Linked DNA regions of Oryctolagus cuniculus: region 1 is linked to region 2. Evidence: chromatin contacts called from public Micro-C data. All regions are on one chromosome and are shown on one strand. Each heading gives the region's core, a stretch centred on a gene start, on an enhancer-like site or on the middle of the called end of the contact. The rest is flanking DNA. Distances are from core to core; before and after follow the strand shown.

What was found. A called contact is a pair of places that touch in the nucleus more often than the background predicts.
Region 1: a contact with region 2 is called in a Micro-C map of ear pinna, with 2.6 times the contacts expected there. The contact joins two enhancer-like sites. A contact is called at or near these places in 2 of 6 Hi-C or Micro-C datasets (ear pinna and an unstated tissue).

The regions. Positions count from the first base shown.
Region 1 is chr14:77,350,092-77,354,777 of mOryCun1.1, forward strand. No RefSeq gene overlaps it. Among named protein-coding and RNA genes, the nearest start is that of MAP3K1, 140 kb to the right of the region's middle. Within about 2 kb of position 1,295, at least 1 of the 8 cell types and tissues checked has an H3K27ac peak or open chromatin away from gene starts, as enhancers often do. A contact at or near this core is called in ear pinna, where this site is marked.
Region 2 is chr14:77,006,108-77,010,871 of mOryCun1.1, forward strand. It overlaps the pseudogene LOC100347986. Among named protein-coding and RNA genes, the nearest start is that of ANKRD55, 47 kb to the left of the region's middle. Within about 2 kb of position 2,259, at least 4 of the 8 cell types and tissues checked have an H3K27ac peak or open chromatin away from gene starts, as enhancers often do. A contact at or near this core is called in ear pinna, where this site is marked.

The DNA of each region.
Region 1 (4,686 bases), core at 45-2,544, 340 kb after region 2:
AGGAAGAATTTACAGCGAGAAGGGCAGCGGTGATAAGGACGACTTGCTTCTTCACAATGAACTCATTGTGGCAAACTTGCAAGGCCCCAGCAAGCAGACAAGGGTCCCTTCACCCTGTGCCCAGGACAGTTTGGCCAAGGGACATCTAGGGTGACATGCCTCAAACAGTCAGCACTAATCTCGCATCCCGGAATAGCCCAAACAACCCGTCCAACCTGACTGTCTGCCTTTTCAAAACCGCCTTTGGAATTCTCGACTCAGCCCAGCTTGGTTGACGCCGCAGTGGCCCTTCTGGGGCTTCTCTGGTGACCCGATCTTCATCCACAATGACATCCCCCTAGAGACCCACCGACCCCCAGATTTGCCGGAGGGTGACACTAATATTAGACGCGGTTAGAAGTAATGATTCCAAGCAGACGGGCATGTATTGACACACAGGCAGAGTTGCCACACAGGCATTTCTTCCGTCTGATATCCCTCCTGGCAGAAAAGAGATTCAACTGACATTGACCTTGAAAAAGAAACCTCCTTTTTTGATGCATTACCATGGCAACAGTCTACCCCCACCCCCCAGGGCACCTGCCCACAGTTTGCACCTGCCAGCTGGTGGCAAGAGCGGACCAGCAGCCTTGGTTCCCAGTCACTGTGCTCATTTCATCAACAAAGGTACCAGCGGTGCCAGTTGGCTTCACGATATGGATACCTGCCCGCTCAGCATTGGCCTTGAGATCAGGGACTTTCACAAAGGCCAGCCAACAGCTGGCAGGCAGGAACCACCGGGTCATTGTCATCCTGGGCGGAATTGGAAGGAGCCCTCAGGAGACAAAGGCTCTGTCTGTAACCACAGCACCCCTCCCTCCCTGGGTGGTGTATGTGCAGCTGAAGGGCCCCTGCTGTGGGGGAGCCATGTGGCTTGAAGGTGCCTTTCCGGGCCTCCCTGCCCCCCTCCCGTGTGCGCTCGAGTGCTGCTGTGGAAAACCTTCCCTGCCCATGTCTCGTTTTATTGCAAATCAGAAAGCTCACCATAAGTCACCCTGGGCCAGCGGGTTCGGAGGTGGAGCTGGCAAGCAGAAGCCATGTCAAACTGCCCCCGCCGCCACCCTCTCCTCCCCCCTGGTCCCCCCCCTCCCCCCCCCGCTCTGCTGGCTCCACACCAAGGCCTGCGAGGATTTCTTGTCACATGAGCTTAATGTAGTTTCACATCCTCTAAAGCAAAGCTCTGTCGAAACTCCCTAGTCTCACATGGCTTCAGCTCAAAACAAGCACCCCACTCAGCTGCGCCCTCGCCCTCGCAAGCAGCAGGTCAGGAGACCTGGGTTCCAGGTGCAGCTCGGTCCGCAGGACCCTGTGCGATGACTGCTCCTCAATTCCTTCAGCAAGGAAATTAGGGGGCTCACTACAGGAGCTGCCACCAGGGTCCCTTTCAACATTCTTTCTCCAAAAAAATTGTTTTTAAACTTTATCTTCCTGGCTGCTTTGAAAAGCAGCTGCTAATCTGGGAATCTCTGAAAGCTAAGAGAGATTATTTTGGCTTAAAAAAAAATAGCAGGTACACACAACAACCTGGATGCATCTCAAAATACTAGGGTGAATGAAAGAAGCCTTACATACCGAAGAGCTCGTAGTACACGATTTTATCACGTAAAATCCTAAACCAGACAAAACTCATCTGCGATTAAAAACCTAGCTTGGTGGTAGCTTCTAGGAGTGAGATGGCAGCAGGGCCTACCCAGAAAGAGGCGAAACAGAACTTCCTACAATGAAACTTATGCTTCATGGCTGCACAGGTCCGGGTCACACAGGTGAAAGTCTTTGTAGAAAGCGACTCTTGAGATGGGTTGATAGAAGCAATGAAGTAATTATAACAACCGTGTTCACTGTAGACTCTACATTGTGGGTATATTCATGATGAATGCCTTCAACTTTTCTATGTATTTGGAAATCTTTGTAACAAAATGACTAGAAAAGGTAGGCTGTAATAAATTAGAAAGTTCCTGTCCCTCCCGTTTCCTCTCGTCTCCATCTCCTCCCTCTTTCTTGACGTGTGACCTTTTCCTCCATTCAATGAGTCACTGGTAAAGGGGATGGATATTCATTGATCAGAGCAGAAAAATCGCTGGTGCTCTGTGATGTGTGATCGCTTTATCACCGACACGGCCTTCGAGGAAAAAGCATAAGTCCTGCACACCAGAGCCTGCCCTTTGGCCTCACCTTCCTCCATGCAGATATCACACAGAAGGCTTTTTTTTTTCTTTTTGACAGGCAGAGTTAGACAATGAGAGAGAGAGAGAGAGAGAGAAAGGTCTTCCTTCCGTTGGTTCACCCACCAAATGGCCACTATGGCCGGCGTGCTGCGCCCATCTGAAGCCAGGAGCCAGGTGCTTCCTCCTGGTCTCCCATGGGGTGCAGGGCCTAAGCATTTGGGCCATCCTCCACTGCTTTCCTGGGCCACAGCAGAGAGCTGGACTGGAAGAGGAGCAACTGGGACAAAACTGGTGCCCCAACCAGGACTAGAACCCGGAGTGTCGGTGCCACAGGCAGAGGATTAGCCTCGTGAGCCACGGCACCGGCCAAAGAAGGCTTCTGAGAGGCCAGTCCCCTGCCCATTTACACTGTTGGTCTCCCTCCCCACCTCATGTGCTACTGCTGTTTGATTACCAACCTCCTTAATGACCTTGGAATGAACACATCCCAATCAAGGCATGTTAATCCAATACAAGTGTAATGGGGACATACATTTTTAGAATCACTCTGAGGGTGAAATCAGTTACCAAAGGGCAGAGTTTGAACACATGCTCCTTTCCCTAGACTCACTGCCCTGTTATTACTCACCATAATACGCTGTCGTAAAAACCCTGCAATACTGACTTTCATAACCACTTCCCTTGAAGACCCCAAACACATTCTTCAAATTGCTTCTCCCCAATTTGATTTCTTCTCTTGGAAAAACTTCAAGCCAGACATACATAAAGCAGCATATAAACTCTGCTGGTCTGCCTTGGGGCCAGCACAGATCTAATTCACTGCTAACTTCTTTTAGAGAGAAAAAAAAATTAAAGGAAAGAAGCAATAACCAAGAAGGTTGAAAAAATATATTTCCTCAGTGCAGAGTTTATGACTCTTGTCCATTTTCTAGCTGACAAGTCAATCACATTTCATGGAAATGCGCACATTTACTAAGCACCAACCATGCTCAAGGTCTCTACTTTTCCCAGGAATAGTATATCGGTTCCTTTGCTCCAAACCAGTGTATGGTCTAACTTTGTGAAGGAGATAAAGTATACGTTTATGTGAAGTTGAATAATGTTGGATTTAAACAATTGTTGGATACACCATTGAAGAGACACACAAACCTCTTGAACATTGAGCTATCTACTGAGTGGGGGGACACCAGGAGTTGAAGAAGGAACATGTCACCTCTTGCTGGATGCAAACCAAGGTTTTCCCAAGGTGAGAAGCCATCCGTTATGTGTGGAAGAACGGGTGGAATTTGAGGACTGCAAGAAAGGGAGCGTCTACCCTGGGCAGGTGAAATAGGGCAATTCAAGGAGTAATTTTGTTCATAACCCTCAAACCCCACAGAAGCATCAGTCCATGTATAAGATGACTCTGTGACAGTTCCTTGAAGGAATTGTTTTTTAAATTATCCTCTTACCACTCAAGGGGAAATTACAAAATAATATCAAATTCTTGGCAAACCAACCCCAGTCCACCCTAATGCCTCAAAGTCAACATGGGGTGGATCAGTACAGTCAAGCAGAGACACTGAGACCACATTAACAGGAGGTACCATCCCCAGAGTGAAACCTCAATGACCTGGAGTAACCTTGAAGGACACGTGTAAGGGAATGTTCATTCTCCCAGCTGAGCCCTTACCTGATGCAGAAGCAGCCTTGGAGTCTTTACTCAGATAGCCTGGTCTTGGCAGGGAAGAGGACTTGCCACTTTCCACAATCATGCTCACTTTGACACTGACATTTATTTCCAGCCGCTGGTTCTGGATTTCCACAATTATTCTAAACAAAGCCAGAGTTTCCACTCTTTGGGTTTCTCAGAATTTTAATTACTGCGGCAGATGATTTCCTTTCTCGATAAACAGTCAGGTTGGGTCTGTGTGTGCAGAGTCAGCACACACTCAGTGTATCTGTTTCTGCTCTGTAAGTGTCACGTGATGGGGTGAGTAGAATAGCTGGGTTTAAATCCCAACTTTGCTCCATGTGACTTTGGGCCAGGATCAGGACATTTCTGAGTCTAAGCTTCTTCAGATCTAGGTGAAAAATTTAAATAACCGGCGCAAAGTATTGATGAGAGAACGGGCCAGAGCAATGGGGTAGGAAAGGCCCTAGTGTAGGGCCCCAACCCCTAGCCATGCATGCCTATCAAATTGAATCTAGAACTTGCTTTGTGAAAAATATATTAAATTGATCAAAAATAAGATATGAGCCAATCATTAATTAGCTATGTCATTGTTCTTTCCATACCAGTAGTTATTCTTAAAGAAAGAGATCCTATCTGAATGTCTGATAGATAGAACTGATGATAGATAACCATGTTTTTATTTTTTTCAAAAAAAGAGATTTATTTTATTTGAAAGACAGAGTTGCAGAGAGATGTAGAAGGGGGAGAGAGAGAGAGAGAGAGAGAGAGAGAGAGAGAGAGAGAGAAAGAAATACCTTCCATCTGCTG
Region 2 (4,764 bases), core at 1,009-3,508:
TGAGAGCCAGGAATCTCCTAGGTCCTATGGACACAGCAAGGCACAAGAGATACAAATTAACGTCTTAGGGACAGGTGCGTTGTGGTGATGGGGATGATGTTGATAGAAAAGCAGGGAAAGCAAAATGTAGAGAAGGCACCTCTTGGTGTGGGATAGGACGTGTACCAATGGGACAGGATGTGTACCAATGGGACAGAGCAGTTCTCTCCGTGTTAGCCAGGTAGGCTTCTGCTTCCAGTGTCTTAATCCAACAGGAACCTAGATGTTGTTGAGACAGTGTGTTGTGGAAGTGACAAAAAATCTGCAACGAGTGGATTTTAAGTAAAGCAGCCCACCCTCCCTAACGTACGGGGGCCTCATTGAATGGACTGCAGGCCTTCGCAGCAAAGACCGGGGTTTCCCGGGGAAGAAAGGACACGGCCCTGAGCCTGTAGCATGAACTCCCGTCCGTTCCAGCCAGCTGGCCTGCACTGAGGACTTCAGACCCGCCGCCCCCACTATCACGTGAGCCAACCCCTGAAGAACCCTGACCAATCCAGAAACAATTTTGGATGCCGATGTCTTTGCTTGCGAATGTCAAGTTCGCTCACACGTCACATTCTCAGAGAGGCCTGTTCTGATCATTCTGTCAAAAGTAAGAATTAATTATCTCCCATTCAGCAGTCCTCATCTTCTGACCTTGCTCTATTTATTTCCCATTGCAGTGCGGCTTTCCACGAGCTGTGTTACCATTTATTGTGTTTATTTTCTGTCTCCTCCCTCGAGTGCATAAACTTCAGGATGGCAGGTGTCACTGGATGGGTTCCCTGGGAACGAAGCTCTGAGCTGGAGAGTTGTGTGAGGAAGGCTTGCTGGGGACATTCTCAGGAAGGCCAGTCACAGGGAGTGGGGGTCGGACTGCAACGTCCGGGCAGTGAGCGGGGGGAGGGGCTCAGGTGGTCCCAGGGGTCTGAGGCTGGGGCAGTGCTAGAGTGAAGTGCTGAGCTGACACAAAGGATGCTGGGTCTTTATTGTGCCGCATCAACAGTCATCGCATGCAGGCTTCCCCCAGGAAGGGGCATTTCTTTTGGTAAGTCAGCTTCCTTTGGCCAACAGCATTTCCCGGCAGGGTCATTGGCCAGCAGCCCTCCTGGCAGCTGGGGAATGGAAGGGGCAGCTTGGTCCTGAATGGGGATCTGGGACCCCCTGGATTTGGCTCTTGCTGCATCCCCAGTTCCCAGAACAGGGCCAGGATCATTGGGTGATGGGTGGACGAATAACTGAATGAATGAATTCTTTGCAGAAAGGTAGGCGTGCACAAACGGGATGCAGCCCCTCTTCTCAGTTGAAAAGACAGTAAAACTAGGAAGCAGGCTGGTGGGATTGCCAACACCAACGAGGCAGGCCAGCATGGTGGAAAGCAGACGGTGATCCATGGGGGGAATTGAGGCTCAGGGCGGCTGGAGGGGCGTGGCAAGGCTGGGAGTGGCGCCACATAGGTGTATGTTCCAGGGAGCTTCCAAGTCTTGCATGGGGCTCCTGTGCCCCTGTTAGGACCAGGCTGTGCCGTGGCAGGCCCGAGTGGCACTGGGGTTAAAGAGCTTGCGCTCCTAACAGCAGGAGCACCTGGCTCCTGTGATGGGGAACTCTGAGCAAGCCTTTTCTCCTAGCTTTTGGCTCAGTGTGGGCCAGGGGACTCTGAAGACGGCCTGGCTGTAAATCAGCAAGTCCCGTGAAGGCGCACTCCAGGGTCTCAGTGGAAAAGGCTGCTCACAACAGCACGGCTTCGTGGTCTGCAGGAATGCTGTGGCGAGTGGCCCCGGAGGTCCAGGGGTTAGGCGCTGGGGCTGGGAATGGAAAGGAGCCCAAGGAGCAGGAGCCGGGAAGGCCCCAGTCCCGTGCAAGAGCTGTGCAAATGCATTTCTAGATAGCAGCCGTGCGGAGTGGGGCCTTGCACTTAATGACTGCCCGCTGACCTTGGTTCTGGGTCTAGTTCCACCACTCCCTGGCTGTGTGACCTTGAGGATGCCTGTGCCTCTCAGGGCCTGGCTCATCTCCTCTGTAACATGCTAGATTGCAGCCCAAATGGGATGTTTGGGAATGAATGACCTGTGAGACCCTGACTTCAGAAAGCATTTGGAGAGATGACTAAAAGCGTGAAAAGGAGAGAAATGTAGACAGCATGCAGGCCAGAAAGAACTCTCCGGCCTGCTGGGCTGATGCGAGCCCTTGGGAGGGGCCGGGCTTGCGAAGGGAAGTGCAGGACTTCTGTGGAGTTGGCCCCATGCCCCAGGGGGAGGAGTAGCAGGAAACTGTTTTGTCCACTTCTCCAGGCCAGAGGCCTCTTCCAGATCTTCCCAGGAGCTGGAGGCCAGGCCGAAGAAGAAGAGGACAATCCTAGCTGATGCCTGCTGCCACACTGTGGGGCTGGCCCTCTCCTGACACCTAGGCCTGGTGGGAGGGCCATGCGCTTCAGCTGTTGGCCTGCTCACTTCCCTGGGGGGCTGGACAAGGCCCACAGAGCGACAGACTTCCGCTCCCAAGAGATGAGAGCCCACATGCTCCCTTCCCAACCCTTGATGGGAGGCTTAAAAACAGCACATAGGGGCTCCCCCCAGCCACTTCCTCCCTTGTTCCTTTACCTCTTCCCTCGTGTGCAAGTCCACCCGGACTGTCGGGACACAGTCAAAGCAAGGCCACGGACACGCATGTGGTGCCCACATAGCCAGTCCGGGACAGACAACGCCCACGCCGTGTGCTCACATCTCCCTCCACACAGCAAGGGTTCGCCCCTTGGTCAGTGTCACTGTGGACAAATACTATTTATTCAGCAAGGAGGCTGTGCGTTTTTAATCCCTGACTCATCAGGAAGAGGAATTTGGCAGAGAGAGGGGGAAAAAAGGGTGAAGAATGAATGGGAATGAAACCGAGAGAGGCAGGAATGTGGTGAGGAGGGTCGGGGTCTGCCCTTTGGAGCGCAGGGGAAGAGGGCAGGGAGGTGCCTGGGAGGAGGTGGCGTGAGGACCCCAGCTTGCCCTTGGGCAGCTGCGGAGGGGAAGGAGACTCTGGGCTGTGCCCCTTCCTGAGCCCTGGGTTCTGAGGCCCAGGCTGTGGACCCCTGTGGAGGGGGGACTGCAGGGGAAATCCACATTGGCCCCTGTCACCGTGAGTTCAGGGGCTATTGTGGGAGGGGGCACAGCCAGTTCTGGTTAAACCCAGGTCCTTCTGTTCAGAGCAGTGGGACCCAGACGCACGCGGCAGCGAAGCCTGAGCACCAGTCTCCCAATTCCAGTTCTCCTTGGCCCTCGCGGTCTCTGCACTCTGCGTTCAGCAGCCCAGCCATGGGAACACACTTTGTAGCGGCTCCTTTTGCTTGGCCCAAGGCCCAGGACCCGTGACAAGGGCTGCCCTGGGCCTCCCCCTGCAGTGTCAGCTGAGTCTAGACATGGAGCGGAGGGAAAGTGGCTCACATGGGGACACCCCCTTTGCTCTTTCTGCCTACGCATTTCCCTTCCTTCCTCCCTTCCTCCCTCCCTCCCTTCCTTCCTTCCTTCCTTCCTTCCTTCCTTCCTTCCCTCCCTCCTTCCTTCCTTTCTTCTTTCTTCCCTTGCAGCCCTGTCTTCCACATGATGGTACTGCCTCTTCCTCCCCCCTCTTGAAAAGTCTTGGCGGGGGGAGTGGCATTAATTAAGTCCCGACTGCAAGAGGCATTTAATCCTTACAGTATTCTTCAGAGATGCCTTTGCTCCCATTGCATGGATGAGCAAACTGAGGCTTAGGAATTGAGTGCCTGAGTGGAGGTCTTCGCTCACAATCACACTCTACCTGGGGCTCGCTCTCATGTCCACCTCTGCCCCTCGCTGGCTCCACAGCGCTCTTCACCTCCACCTCTGGAACAGCTGATGTGTCAGCCTCAGGTGTGAGCACAGCATTCTAGAAATTCTCATTGAAGCAGCAGAAACAAATGGGGCAAGATGATTTGTAGGGCGCTGGAGCCATGGAGGGTGCCGGAGAGAAGAAGGTTCCTGCTGTACCAGAAACCCTTAAGAAAGTGGAGGAATGTCGCAGAGCTAAAGATCGAGTGCCTGAGGAAGAAGTTTGCCCGAAAGATGCTTGGAAAGACGAGGAGGAAGCTTATGTGTGAAACAGCCGAGCGCTCTCGCAGGGAACACAGGCGGACGCACAGCGCTGATACTCGTAAGCGAGGCTGGCAAGAGAAGCTGGCGACTTCCGCGAGCCTGCAGAACCCACGTTGGCACGCGTCCCCAGGATCCGAGGTATCAGTGGTACGAGCCCCAGAGCCCGAAAAGCATCGCAGCTTCCTCGCCTTCGCCAGCTCTTCAGCGGCACCCTTGGAAAGCGCAGCAAGGCTCGATGAACACGCTGAGGACTGCGGAACCATATATCGCCCGCGGGCACCCGAATCTGAAGTCAGTACATGAAGTAATTTACAAGCGTGGCTGTGGCAAGTCAATAAGAAGCGAACTGGCTTGACTGATAGCCCTCTGACGGCCCGTTCTCTTGGTAAATCCAGTATCATCTGCATGGAGGATCGGATTCACGCAGTCTATACTGCCGGAAAACGCCTCAAGGAAGCAATCAACTTCCTGTGGCCCTTCAAGTCATCTTCTCTCCGAGGTGGGATGCAGCAAAAGACCACCCATTTTGTAGACGGTGGAGATGCAGGCAACAGGGAAGACCAATCGGCAGACCTATCAGAAGGACGAACTAAGGTGTCTCCCGTGGTATTTTTGTAATCTGGTCAGATAATAAATGGTGACTATA